Regions from separate parts of the Triticum aestivum genome. Here region 1 is linked to region 2. Evidence: chromatin contacts called from public Hi-C data. All regions are on one chromosome and are shown on one strand. Each heading gives the region's core, a stretch centred on a gene start, on an enhancer-like site or on the middle of the called end of the contact. The rest is flanking DNA. Distances are from core to core; before and after follow the strand shown. Region 1 holds the start of LOC100037651 (fasciclin-like arabinogalactan protein 8). Region 2 holds the start of LOC123098834 (cyclin-B1-2).

Region 1 (6,717 bases), core at 4,166-6,665, 170 kb before region 2:
TTTGCTTTGATTCAACTAGCAGATCCTGCATCTGTGTAACGAATTCTCCTTTTTTAATTGTATCTAAGTTTATTACTGAATTTTTCTAGGGTCCGATTCCACTATGGCCACCCGGATGTATTTGATAGGCTTTTCCATCTAACGAGGGGTGGTGTCAGTAAGGCATCAAGGAGTATCAACTTAAGTGAAGATATTTTTGCAGGTTTGTTACATGATTTTATCGAGTGATCAATGATGTTCTTAAGATCAAGGCTTCAGGGGGTAGTGTTTATAAAAGCCAACAGGGTAGTCATTAAAGATGTTTTCTTGCAAGAGATAACAAAATAGATATCAGTATTATATTTTGATTCATATTGTCTTCAATACATTAGGGTTTAACTCAACTCTTCGTGGCGGCAATGTAACACATCATGAATATGTGCAAGTCGGCAAGGGACGAGATGTAGGACTAAATCAGATCTCCAAGTTTGAGGCTAAGGTGGCAAATGGAAATGGCGAGCAGACCCTTAGCCGTGATATCTACCGGCTTGGGCACCGGTTCGATTTCTTCAGAATGCTTTCATGCTACTTCACCACCGTGGGATTTTATTTCAGTACACTGGTATGATCACTTTGTTCGGAATATATCCATACAAGTTTCTCTGCCAAATGCAAATATGAATCTTGTTAGCCCTATGAACTTCTCTCTGTAGAGATTGTTTACAGCTTAAGAGGCATATTTGTCTCATTTATATTATATTGATACTACCATCAATATGTTCACAACGACTTTTATTTTGCACTTGGAGTACAATGACCTATAGTTTTTTCTAACACCTTTTACTCCTCTCAGTTGACAGTCTTCACAGTTTATGTGTTTTTGTACGGGCGCCTTTATCTTGCTCTCAGTGGACTTGAAGAAGGGCTTGCAACACAACGGAAATTCAGCCATAATCATGCTCTTCAGGTTGCTCTTGCCTCGCAGTCTCTTGTTCAGCTTGGTTTTCTGATGGCCCTGCCCATGATGATGGAAATTGGCCTTGAAAAAGGATTTGGCAAGGCACTAAGTGAATTTATAATGATGAACTTGCAACTGGCATCCGTGTTCTTTACATTTTCACTTGGTACCAAGACTCACTATTATGGACGTATGTTGCTTCATGGAGGTGCTCAATACAGAAGTACCGGAAGGGGCTTTGTTGTCTTTCATGCAAAGTTTGCAGAAAACTACAGGCTATATTCTCGCAGCCACTTTGTTAAAGGCATCGAGTTGATGACTCTGCTCATCGTTTATCAACTATTTGGTCAAACCTCCCACTCAACCATCGCATATATCTTTGTTACGTCCTCCATGTGGTTCCTAGTGTTGACATGGCTCTTTGCACCATTTCTATTCAACCCCTCGGGGTTTGAGTGGGCGAAAATTTTGGACGATTGGTCGGATTGGAACAAGTGGATCAGCAATCGTGGTGGGATTGGTGTGTCTCCAGAAAAGAGCTGGGAATCCTGGTGGGAGATAGAGCAGGAGCATCTGAAGCATACAGGAACACTCGGAATCATCTTTGAGATAATTTTGTCCCTTCGGTTTTTCATATATCAGTATGGCCTTGTGTACCAGTTAACTATCACAAACAACAACAAAAGTATCGTGGTATGCTTTTCCTCCAGTTCAGAGAAGTGTTTTGATTTTGACTGTGCTAGGTGGTTGGGTGGGTCTTTTAACATTTTTCAATTTTGTGGCTTCCAGGTTTACTTAATTTCATGGCTCGTAATTTTGGTGATGCTGGTTATTTTGAAGGTGAGAGAGCATGCTTGCTTTGCCAATAGAACATGGATCAGTCAATACAAATGTTTATAGCAGAACAACACGATTTCCTGTCAACACCGTATTTCTGAAAGTTGCGTTGGCTAAATTCCTTTCCTAAATTGCTAATTGCCCACTGTCTTTTCAGATCATATCTGTCGGAAGGCGGAGGTTCGGCGCGAACTTTCAGCTGTTCTTCCGTCTGATCAAGTTCATGATATTCGTTTCGTTCTTCGCTATTTTGGTTGTGCTGATAGTTCTGCTTCACATGACTATTAAAGACATACTTGTATGCTTCCTGGCATTCTTGCCCACCGGATGGGGAATACTACTGGTCAGTCTTTCTCTTGCTTGTGTCTGCTTCATCATATATACTAGTACTGTAATGACGGTGGCATGCTTGCTTCTGTTTCATCTATTTTCTTACTGTTGCTCTGTTATCACTTCCAGATTGCACAAGCTTGCAGGCCTCTTTTCCGGGTCACGGGGCTATGGGGATCTGTCCGAGCCCTTGCGCGGGCGTACGAGGTTATCATGGGGATGCTTCTGTTCACACCAATTACTGTCCTGTCATGGTTCCCCTTCGTCTCCGAGTTCCAGACGCGGATGCTGTTCAACCAGGCATTCAGTAGAGGACTGCAGATTTCCCGGATTCTTGGCGGTCAGAAGAAGGAGAGGGCCGCTAGCACCAAAGACTAACGCCCTGTTCGGAATCGCGCCGCTCCACAACTCCGCTCCCGGAGCGGGCGGAGCTGCAGTTTCCCGGCTTCGCGGATTCTGGTAGTGGGTGGGTTGCTGAACAGGGCCTAAATTAGCTCTTCTGCCCAATTGCCTGCCATTTTCAAGATCTAGGACTTTTGCCATAAAAAAATATAGTACTACTTGGGAATACATAGGTTGTAAATATATTCCAGGATATAGAATATTTCGTGCGATTACAGCTTCATACAAGTTGTGAAATATATCTCTTCAGTCTTCACTGCTAATTGCAATGTAAGGAATTGTAGTCGTTGGATATTGCCATTTTTTCTTGTGTGAATACTACAGCAAGTGTTAATACGGACACTTTAGCAGTTGCGGTGAGTTGGGAACATCTGTCCTTGAGTACATTGATCATGTGATGCAGCACCACATCGGTAGATGCGTGGTGTTACCTTTTCCCGCGTGCTACGGTGATCATTTCTTTCTCCCTGCAGTTGTGCAACTACAAGTACTGGCACACTTCACATAGTGTACGTATGCCTTAATTTCTCGGTTGTAATGAAAGTAGCTCCAGCATCATGATCTGATTTACCTGCTGATGATTATTTATCCGTGCATGTTAGTATGTGTCCTTGGTTCTTACTGCAGAGTTTAGTATGTTTGGGTCTACTTGCCGTTAATTATTTTTCAGAAGAGACAGTGGTCCTCAACTTGCGAGCCGTCTGGTCCGGTGAAATTGATCGGAATCCGTAGGAACTGACAGCGCCAGCTCATCCGGATCGAGCTTCGAGTTTTTTTTTTTTTGAGGGGAGGATCGAGCTTCGAGTGGAATGGCATGGCAGGCGCACTCGCTATTCTGGGCCTCACCCTCATCGCCCCGGATTTTGAAGCGCCCGGCAAATGGGCTCTGCTGCATGTGGTGGGCCTGCCTGCTCAGCAGCAAGGACGACCTCGATCCAAGGACAAAGAGGAGTAAAAACTCGAGAGCGAGCCACATGCATGATCTGCTCCATCCAATTTACAATTCCATAGTGCAGCGTGTAAAGTCGCCGCCGTATCGTCGGGTGTTGTTTATCCATGGAGCGTGAGTGGTGCGCGGAAATGGCAATGGCTGTGTCGGTGTGGCTGCTCTGTAACGGCTTCGTGTTCCCGAAACCATCACGTAAAAAGAACAAGATGTATTGTACACATGCTTTCATGAATTACACGGAGAAATTGCTGCGGCTCATGCAATCAAGTTGAATCAACAATCCATGGCTGAGAGAGGAGGAGGGCAGGAAGAATGTGATGGGCTGACGAGGAATGTGGCCGGAATGGGATGTGCGGCACATCCCATTATCACAGTAGAGACGCGAGCACGGCGGAGCACGCGGCCGCGGCGAGCGCGCCGATCGTCCGCGACGTGACGACGGTGGCAGACGACGCCTTGACGTCCTTGTGAACGTGGTCCGCGGCGGCCTCCGACGGGGCGTCGGCCGGTGGCGGCGCGGGCGGGGAGCTCGGCGTTGCGTCCGCGGGGGACGGCGCCGGCGCGGGCGTCGGCGAGGGGGCCTCCGCGGGCGCGCCGGCGAAGAGCTCCAGGGGCATCAGGAGGCGGTCCACCGTGAGCACGCACACGGGCGTGTCGTCCAGGACCGTCTCGGCCACGCGGGACTTGCGGAGGCCGGTGTCGAGCGACACGTCGTCGCCGCGGGCCACCACCGACACGTTGTACTTCCCGCCCGCGGTGGACGCCAGCGTGCGGAACGGCCGGGCCGACGCCTTCACCAGCTTCAGCGACGGCCTCGGGTTGTACCCCGGCAGCGCGTGGTACCGCAGCAGCGCGACGAGGTCGGCGCGGGGCATCGCGTCCACGTCCGGCGCGCCCTTGCCCAGGAACGCGTCGTCCTTGGGCGCGAACAGGGTCAGCCCGGCCTCGTCCGCCATCGCCGCCTGGTAGTCCTTGAGCACGCCGGAGCTGGCGATGAGCTCTGCGAAGCGCTTGCAGCCGGCCCTCTCCAGCAGCTTGGTGAGGTTGGAGACGGAGGGCCCTTCGAAGAGGCCGTCGAACTCGATGGGCGCCGTGACCTCCAGCACCGCGAAGTCGTACTGCGTCTGCTTGAGCGCCTTGGCGAAGGTGGCGTCGTAGGCGTCGCCGGGGCTGGCGGCGGACGCGAAGCCGAAGCCGCCGCCCTCCAGCTTGGCCATCTTGACGCTGCCCGTGGCGCTGGTGGCCGCGCCGCCCGCGGCCTGGTAGAAGGTGTCGGTGAGCGTGTCGGCGCCGGCGGGGAGGGCTTTCAGCTTCTTGACGTCCCAGTAGTCGAGCAGCGCGTGGAGGCGCAGCGCGTTCTTGATGGCGCCCAGGTCGGCCCCGGCGTCCGACACCAGCGTGGACATGGCGCCGTCGCCGAGGACCAGCACCGTGACCCCCGCGCGCGCGTTGATCTCGTCGCACACCCGCGTCTCCGTCAGGTACTGGTTGTACTGCTTGTACTCCGGGTGGCCGCTGAGGAAGGACGTGATGTTGTGCGCGATCCCCGCCGACATCCCCCTCGCCGTCGCCGCCGGCGCCATGCCGCAGCAGCAGGCCAGGAGGACCACGGCCACCACGCGCCGCAGCTGCGCCCCCGCCATGGCCGAGCTCAGTAGTGGCCGACGCACTGATGATGGATCGATGGCGCTGAAATGGACCGAGCACCTAAGCTGGCTGGCTAGCCGGAGTGAGCTGTGAGCACGCGGGGAGCGTGAGGATAAAATGAGCAATGGCTTGTGGGCAACTAACTAACGAATTATGTATGGTTCATGGGCGGTTGGTGAGGTTTGGGGTGTGCAAATTGCAAGGCGGGCGAGCACATTGACATGTGAGGGCGCGGGAGCGCGAGCGATTGGAGGGCTGGCTGGCTACCGGTGGTAGGGACGACGATGGCACTTGGCACGGCGTGTCTCCTCCATTCCTAGCCGTTTTTATTTGGTGGTGGTCATTGCGCTCCATTATGCGTCGGCCGGTCTATTCTAATACAAACTTGTTGATAAAAAGAGGATTGATAACAAGGTGATGGTATTCGGCAGTTTGGCTCTCGCTCTCTCGTGTCTACGTATAAGAAATAATAGTGTGGCCGTTAGGGTGGAGACATCGATCCGAAGATTGATCAGTGCTGACAACGTGGCCCATAGGCTAGCAGTGGAATCCGAGGCGAGTCAGCTCTGTTTTCCTCTCTGTACATAGTAGTATTGCAAGTTGCACCGGTGAAAGCACAGGACAGGTGCGCACGTGCTCAGTCATTAGTTTTCTCGTCGATTCTTACGACTCACTTTATTTACGGTTTCGGCTGAGTCTGCTTCTTTGTCACGTAAGTAGATCGGCGAAGCATCAAAGCATCTCCAACAGCCGTGCTAAAAGATAGTTTGCAGTACGTCACCTAAAAAAGTGCGGCGGGCAGCGCTGCCTCCAGCAGCCGCGTTAAAATTTAGCGTGCGCGTAGTTTCAGCAACCACGCTAAAATGCAGCACGCGCTATCGCACGAACATTGCGTACATATTTTTAAATAGTAAATAAAATTCATAGATATATTTTACATAGTTCCATAGTATAGATAGATAAAACTACTGTGCAACGACATAAAAAAACTACTAGATAGTGCAACTACAACCTACTCCTAGTCGTCGCCATCATCATCATCATCCCTGGTCTGGTCCGAGGTATCGAGCCACATGTCGTCCCAATGAGGATCATTAGCCGAAAAGATCGATTGCCCACCATTTTCAACGATATCGCACTACGATAGCGCCAGGGCCTTCCGCCGACGCCTCTCCAACCGATCTGCGTGGCGCTTTGCCGTCCTCTCCGCCCAGTAGGCTTGCTCGTTGGCGACGTCCTCCGGGTGGCGCCGGCGCCACTCTGCCATGCCTCGCTCGTCCTCCTCTGTGATGAGAAGGCGGCGCTGCCGCCGAGTGTGCTCCTCACGGTCCTGGTCCGTGATAAGACGAGGCGGAGGGGCATCGTCCTGCGCCTGCTGGCGCGTGTAGACGTCCTGGAAGTTCATCTGCGAGCGCGGCTTGTCTAGGCGCCACGCCGCCGCGTCGTACGCGCGGGCGGCCTCGTGCGCAGTCTCGAAGGTGCCGAGGCCGAGCCGGACGTCGCCGGACCGGATCTCGGCGTAGTACCAGCCGTTGGGGCGCTGGCGGACGCTGCGGTAGCCCGACGCTCCTCGGCGGCGCGGCGGCATGGTGGCGCGTCGGTGGCGGGGCGCTGG
Region 2 (6,055 bases), core at 2,936-5,435:
GGTGTTCCCAAACATTTTTCATATTATATCCGATACAAGACTATGACAAAATATTTTTGCATGCTTAAACTTGTTGGCTTTACCCTTTCCAAAGAAAGAGAGCCCTTTTTTGTGGGTAAAGAAAGAAAGCCCTTGCAGGAATTTTCACTGGCCAGAAAAGAGGGTTTGAAAATAGTTTTCAACCTGCAATTGACGTGCCACGGTAGCACAAAGATGTGTTGTGTACGTCCTGGACCTCCCCGTCTTGTATCCGTCAACCCGGCACGCCTTTTTCTCCGTGGCCAGTGTGCAATAAAGTGGCGACCAATCCTGCACGAAGGCAAAGACTCCGAAACAAATCTTGAAATTGTAGACAAAAGCTAAATCAAACCCTGAACTCCTAATCTCCGAACTCAGCACACCAAACTCTATGACCGTGATCTATTTTGAACCTTGAGAGCGCTTAGCTAGTATTCTCTGACGTGACAAGATAAAACCCTTGGATTATTGACTGAGTTGTGCGTTCCTCTGTTCATTTTCATTGCTTCTTTCGGTTTTATCCTTTTTTTCTTCTTCCTTTTTTCTTTTTCTTCTATTTTTTTATTTCTTCACTGGTTTTCTTTGGGTTTTTTTCCCTTCATTATAGTTCAGTATTTTTTTCGGTTATCTGGTTTTCTTTTGTTTCTTTTTCTTTTTTGCACCGGGTTTTTGTTCTTTTTTGGTTTTTATTTTGGTTCTTTCTCAGTTTTCTTCCACGGTTTTTCAACACAAAGTCTAGTTTTCCGTATACACTAGGTTCATTTCTAGTGCACATTTAATACTTTTCAAATACACAATTAACATTTTTTTTGAAAATATGTTTTGATGCCATTTTTTTTCATACACATTGTACTATTTTTGTATACATCATGACCATTGTACATTTACATATATATCAGGAACATTTCTTAAAAATGTATTTTTTATGTCTACTTCTTTACATACACCTTCTACATTGTTCTTGTATACATCAGGACATTGTTTCATACATATATAACATTTTTAAATAAATTATTAATATTTTTTCCATATTTACTTTTGATGTCTACTTTTTTCATACACGTTGTACATTTTTTGTACACATTAGAAACATTTTTATATATGTTTAACATTTTTAAATGTATGATAAACAATTTTAATTTTATTTTTTATGTCTATTTTTCAAACACCTTGTACATTTTTGGAATACATCAGGAACATTTTTTATATAGGTTTAACATTTCTTAAGTACATGGTTAATAATTTTTTTCATATTTAAGTTTTGATATCTATTTTTTTCACACACTCTGTACATTTTTCATATACATTAGAAAAAAACTTTCTGTTCATGTTTACAATATTTTCAAATATAAACAAAATAAGGATGGACAGGGTGGGTCGCGCCCAACCGGCTATCTCCCTCAGTTGCAACCAACAAACCTGGGTTCGACTTGCCACCTTGATAATCCCTGTTTGTGAACAATTGATGCATTGTGTTGTTGCGGCGGTTTAAAATAGACTGGGACGATTTTGGGGATTGGTAGTTCAGAGCTCGACTTAGCTTTTCCCCCACAAGTTCAAAGTTTGTCCCTGACTGAGGGGCAATCCATCGTGCGTGGTCGCCAATGTCCTAAACAATTGATGTTTTGTGTTGTCGCGGCGCTTCGGCACGCCAATTCCTATTTGAAGCATTAGTTGCTAGATCGCACAAAATGCTAGGGATTTGGGTCGACCCATTTAGTATGTCCTGGTTACTCTAATTATAGAAACATTATAGAATGTGTTGGTTTTTTCTTTATCTGTCGGTTTTTAGGGCTTTTTTTTCAAAAAATGTTCAGAATTTAAAAAATGGTAGTGTTTTTAGAATTAGTTAATGTTTTAAAAAATATTCAAAATTTCAAAAAACACTCCTGTTATTTTCTAAATATTAGTTCATTAAAAAATCATGTTTTAATAAAATGTTGGTGTTTCCAAAAAATCATATTTTTTAATAATATCACAAATTTTAAAAATTGTTCATTTTTTTAAATATTCGCATTTCCACAAATGATTGAAATTTAAAAAATTGTGCATGTTTTCAAGTTTTCAAAAAATGATAAAAATAAGAAAAACATTAAAAACCAATTGCTACAATGACAATGCTTGTCACAGTAAAGAAAGGCTATGCACGACTCTGTGCGTCTGGCCGACGGCACAAAAAGTGTCCAATAGGAGCTCCCATTTGCCACACCTTGGTGGTGCGAGCGGCAACGGGAATCTGGTGCACCGGGGCAATTGGTGCTACCGGTGCACCGGACCCCGTTGCACATACAAAAATATTCGAAAAAATAAAATAAAAGTTTAGTGCATTGACACAACATCAATGTATGCTGTCACAAAAATTCAAATCAAAATTTGAAACATTTCTCAAGATATAAAAATGACAAATTTGACATTAGTGTGCTAATGCGCCAAAACTAAAGCCCAACTTGTGTATGTACTATTAAGTGTCAAATTTGTCATTTCTTTATCTCAAGCAATGTTTTGATTTTTGATTTGAATTTTTATGAGATCATACATCGATGTTGTGTCAATGCACTAATTTTTTCTGAAATTTTTCAAACATTTTTGAATGTGCAACAGGTGAACGGTGCACCGGTAGAACTAATTGCCCTGGTGCACCAGATACATCCCCACGGCAACGGGAGCTACTCTTCAACGCATTTAGCACGAATAGAAGGTGGTGCATCTGAGTGGGCCGCGACCCAGTATCTTACATTGCGCTTGCTCCTCCGCTCATTTGCCTCATGCAGTCAATGCCTCCTTAGTTGTTTGCTTCTTTTGGCTCGTTTTCTACGCCTGATAGTCTTTTGTCACCGGAAAAACAGGTTGTTTTTTCTTAAGTTTGAAAAAAGTCGGCCGAATTTAAAATGCTAGTAAATTATGAAAAACTTTGTTAATGCAAAAAAAATGTGAATTCAATATTATGCATTCAAAAAGGGTTCACAAATTTGAAAAAAATATCACAGATTAAATACACTTTTTAAGAATATGATGGAAGATTTCAAAAGTTCATGTTCAACACTTATTTAAATACACACTGAACATTTCTTTGAGAATACGATGAGCATTTACATTTTTTTGTAAAATTACACAATGAACATGAACAGATTTTTTACAAAAAGCATTTTTGAAAAATACTTTAACCTTTTGTTACACACGTGAACGTCCTTTTTTTGTAATACATGAAATTTTCTTTTGAGTGGTGAGAACACATTTAGCAAGAGTTGAACAATATCATAACACGTTCATGATCAATTTGTTCAGAATCTTACATCTTCCACAAAATTGTGCATGTATCTCATTGAAAATGTCCGTGCATGTGTATTTTTCTAAAAATGTCTATGTTTATAAAACAATAACTAAAATTAAAAGGCAGAAAAGAAGGGTGAAATGCAGAAGGAAAGGAAATAAGAAAGAAGAAAAGGAAAAAAATAAAACAGAGAAATTAAATATAATAAAAAGAACAAGAAAGGAAATAAAACCAGAACAATAAAAAACCAAGGGGAAAATAAAGGACCCTCATAAGTGCCATACGTGTGGCACGAACATGGCAACTCTGAACGTTTTTATGGCAAGCTTAGTGACGCAAGGCTGGCAACTTTAGTTGTCAAGCATATCAACTTCTTTTCAGATGACAAGTTTTCGTTTTTTTTGGTTTGTTTTTCTTTCGGATGGCACCTTAGTTGTAAAAACCGTCAAGGGCGAAGTGTTTCGTGCCACACGTGTGGCATTTATCATTTAAGAAAAATAAAAGCAGGGCATAAAACTGAGCTACTCCCTCCGTTCCTAAATACTTGTCTTTTTAGGCATTTCAACAAGTGACTACATACGGAGCAAACTGAGTGAATCTACACTCTAAAATATGTCTACATACATCCGTATTTGGTAGTCATTTGAAATGTCTAGAAAGACAAATATTTAGGAACGGAGGGAGTATTTGCTAAAAAAACCGGATTTGATAAAAACGTAAGCGAAACGTGCCAAACTGTTTTTTTTAGGGGAGGGTGCCAAACTGTTTATTACGCTGGGAACCGCTCTGACCGTCTCGTGCTATTGGCCGGCCCGCTTATCCGGTTCTCACGGTCTCACCAAGCCCAGCCCAGCCCAGACCAGGTGCTCTCTATTCTCTCTTCCTTTTTTTTTGCCTTTTCTTCCCCGCAAAGAAAGAAAAAACGGAGCAGAACCCCAGAGAGAACAGAGAGAACAGAGAGAGAGAGAGAGAGAGAGAGAGAGAGAGAGGAAGAAGAGAGCCTGAGCAGCGACGATGGCGAGCTCGATGACGAAGAAGGAGATCGGGCAGACCCACGACGTGCTCCGCTTCGGCGTCAACGACAGCGTCAGGGGCGACCTCGCGCCGCCGCACCCCGTCCAGGCCACCATCCATAAGGTTCGTCCCCCCCGGGCCCTCGAAACCCTAGCTCTGAATCTGACTGTTTCGTGGGTACGCGCCGTGCAGGAGACCAAGTTCTGGGACGACAAGAAGAGGTTCGGGACCGAGGCCATCTACGGGTCCGCCTTCAACATCCGCAAGGATCTGGACGCACAAATCCTCTCCAGGTTCGCTCTCCCGCTGCCCACACCTTTTCCCCTCCTGGAAATAGGTTTTGGCTAACTACTAAGAGTCATTGGTAGCCGATGTGGTCATTCATAATTTTTTAGCCATCTGATTGGGCAGCTGCAATTTGTTGGAATCATGAATTTGACCTTACTGTGAGAACGAGATGTGCTGATTTCTTGTACTTCTAGTCCATGTGTTAATATCTCGGAAATTCGATACGGGTCGTTTATATGCTCTCATTATCCAGATCACATGAATTGGTACCAATTAGGATCGTCTTCCGGAAATTCGATATGGGACGTATTCTTCTGGTGGCCAGGCACACTGCAGTTGGTACCAATTAGGATTTTCTTAGGTGCGGCCCTTCACATCATCCTTATGAACTCCATGAACACCCATTCCAAGGTCTCAACCTGCTCATAGTACACCTCATACATAGTATTACACTTTTGAAGTGATAGTCTACAACAACAAATAGCACGGATGGCGGGTCGTTCAAGTTGGTTCTACAAGTTGTGTTGAACGTGATTACGTCATCAAAGAACTTGTACTGCATCCTACAATTCCCGCTCTTCCACTACATCAGATTCTTTATCCAACTCTCCAAATTTGCATGAACCTTAAACAAGAATTCTGGATCCTTGGCTCCAATCTCTTCAAAAACCTCTAGTGTCTTCCTCACATCAGATCTGCTTTATCTTTGCTTATCTGCCCACGCAGGTTCCTAAGATTATTCTGTTTTGTTTTTCCAAGGGAAAAAGATTATTCGTTTCAGCAACAAACTATCTTACCTGCAAATTGAATCTACCGGGAAATCCATCGGTTCACCCGCTATCTTCTTCGTGTACGTTAGGTCGACACCTTCCCACGTTTGTTTGTCATGTTGAGGGCCTCTCCCCTGCAACATTAAGACGAAGGAGTGGAGCAATGGGTGTAGGCACCGAAAGCCACATGCCATCAGGATCGCATGATTTTTATTCTATAACATGGTCCATCTACGAGGCATTACCTGCACCATCGATACATGATTTTTGGTAAAGGAGGTGCTCCATCCTTCAAACGGGCCTGCCAGAGCATAGCTCAGAACGTCAGTATGGGCTACCACCGCAGATGTATAAAAGAAAATAGCTGTTTCAGTACGCCAATTTATGTCGCTCGCCCTGCTAGTACAAATCATATTGGCATGGATCCACACTGGAGATCGTCTGGCCCACCTAATAGGATCATTTACTCGTACGAGCCATAACGCCGTGCCCATATCTTCGCTGTTGGTAGTGATATGCGTGTTTTCTCTCTGTTAGATAGCCCCTCAGCAACTATGTAGTCATGTTAGTAATATGTGTACTTTCTCTGTGCTAAATAGCTCTCACTGCAACTATGCAGTGATCTTAGGTTTTGTTCAATCTGGATTGAGTAGGCAGCAATTGAGCAGGCGTTGGGATACTAGGTTTGATTTTG

The links. A called contact is a pair of places that touch in the nucleus more often than the background predicts.
Region 1: a Hi-C map of leaf shows a contact between it and region 2, with 4 times the contacts expected there. The contact joins the promoter of LOC100037651 here to the promoter of LOC123098834 in region 2. A contact is called at or near these places in 2 of 5 Hi-C or Micro-C datasets (both in leaf).

What each region holds. Positions count from the first base shown.
Region 1 is chr4D:482,828,286-482,835,002 of IWGSC CS RefSeq v2.1, reverse strand. LOC100037651 (fasciclin-like arabinogalactan protein 8) reads right to left here and starts at 5,415. Exons shown (of 1, transcript XM_044520911.1): 1 at 3,649-5,415. The coding sequence starts at 5,098. The coding sequence ends at 3,824. It overlaps LOC123098836 (callose synthase 3), which reads left to right. Exons shown (of 43, transcript XM_044520912.1): 38 at 90-202; 39 at 372-601; 40 at 833-1,630; 41 at 1,727-1,777; 42 at 1,932-2,117; 43 at 2,234-2,842. The coding sequence ends at 2,482.
Region 2 is chr4D:482,657,225-482,663,279 of IWGSC CS RefSeq v2.1, reverse strand. It overlaps LOC123098834 (cyclin-B1-2), which reads left to right and starts at 4,185. Exons shown (of 4, transcript XM_044520910.1): 1 at 4,185-4,426; 2 at 4,496-4,596. The coding sequence starts at 4,304.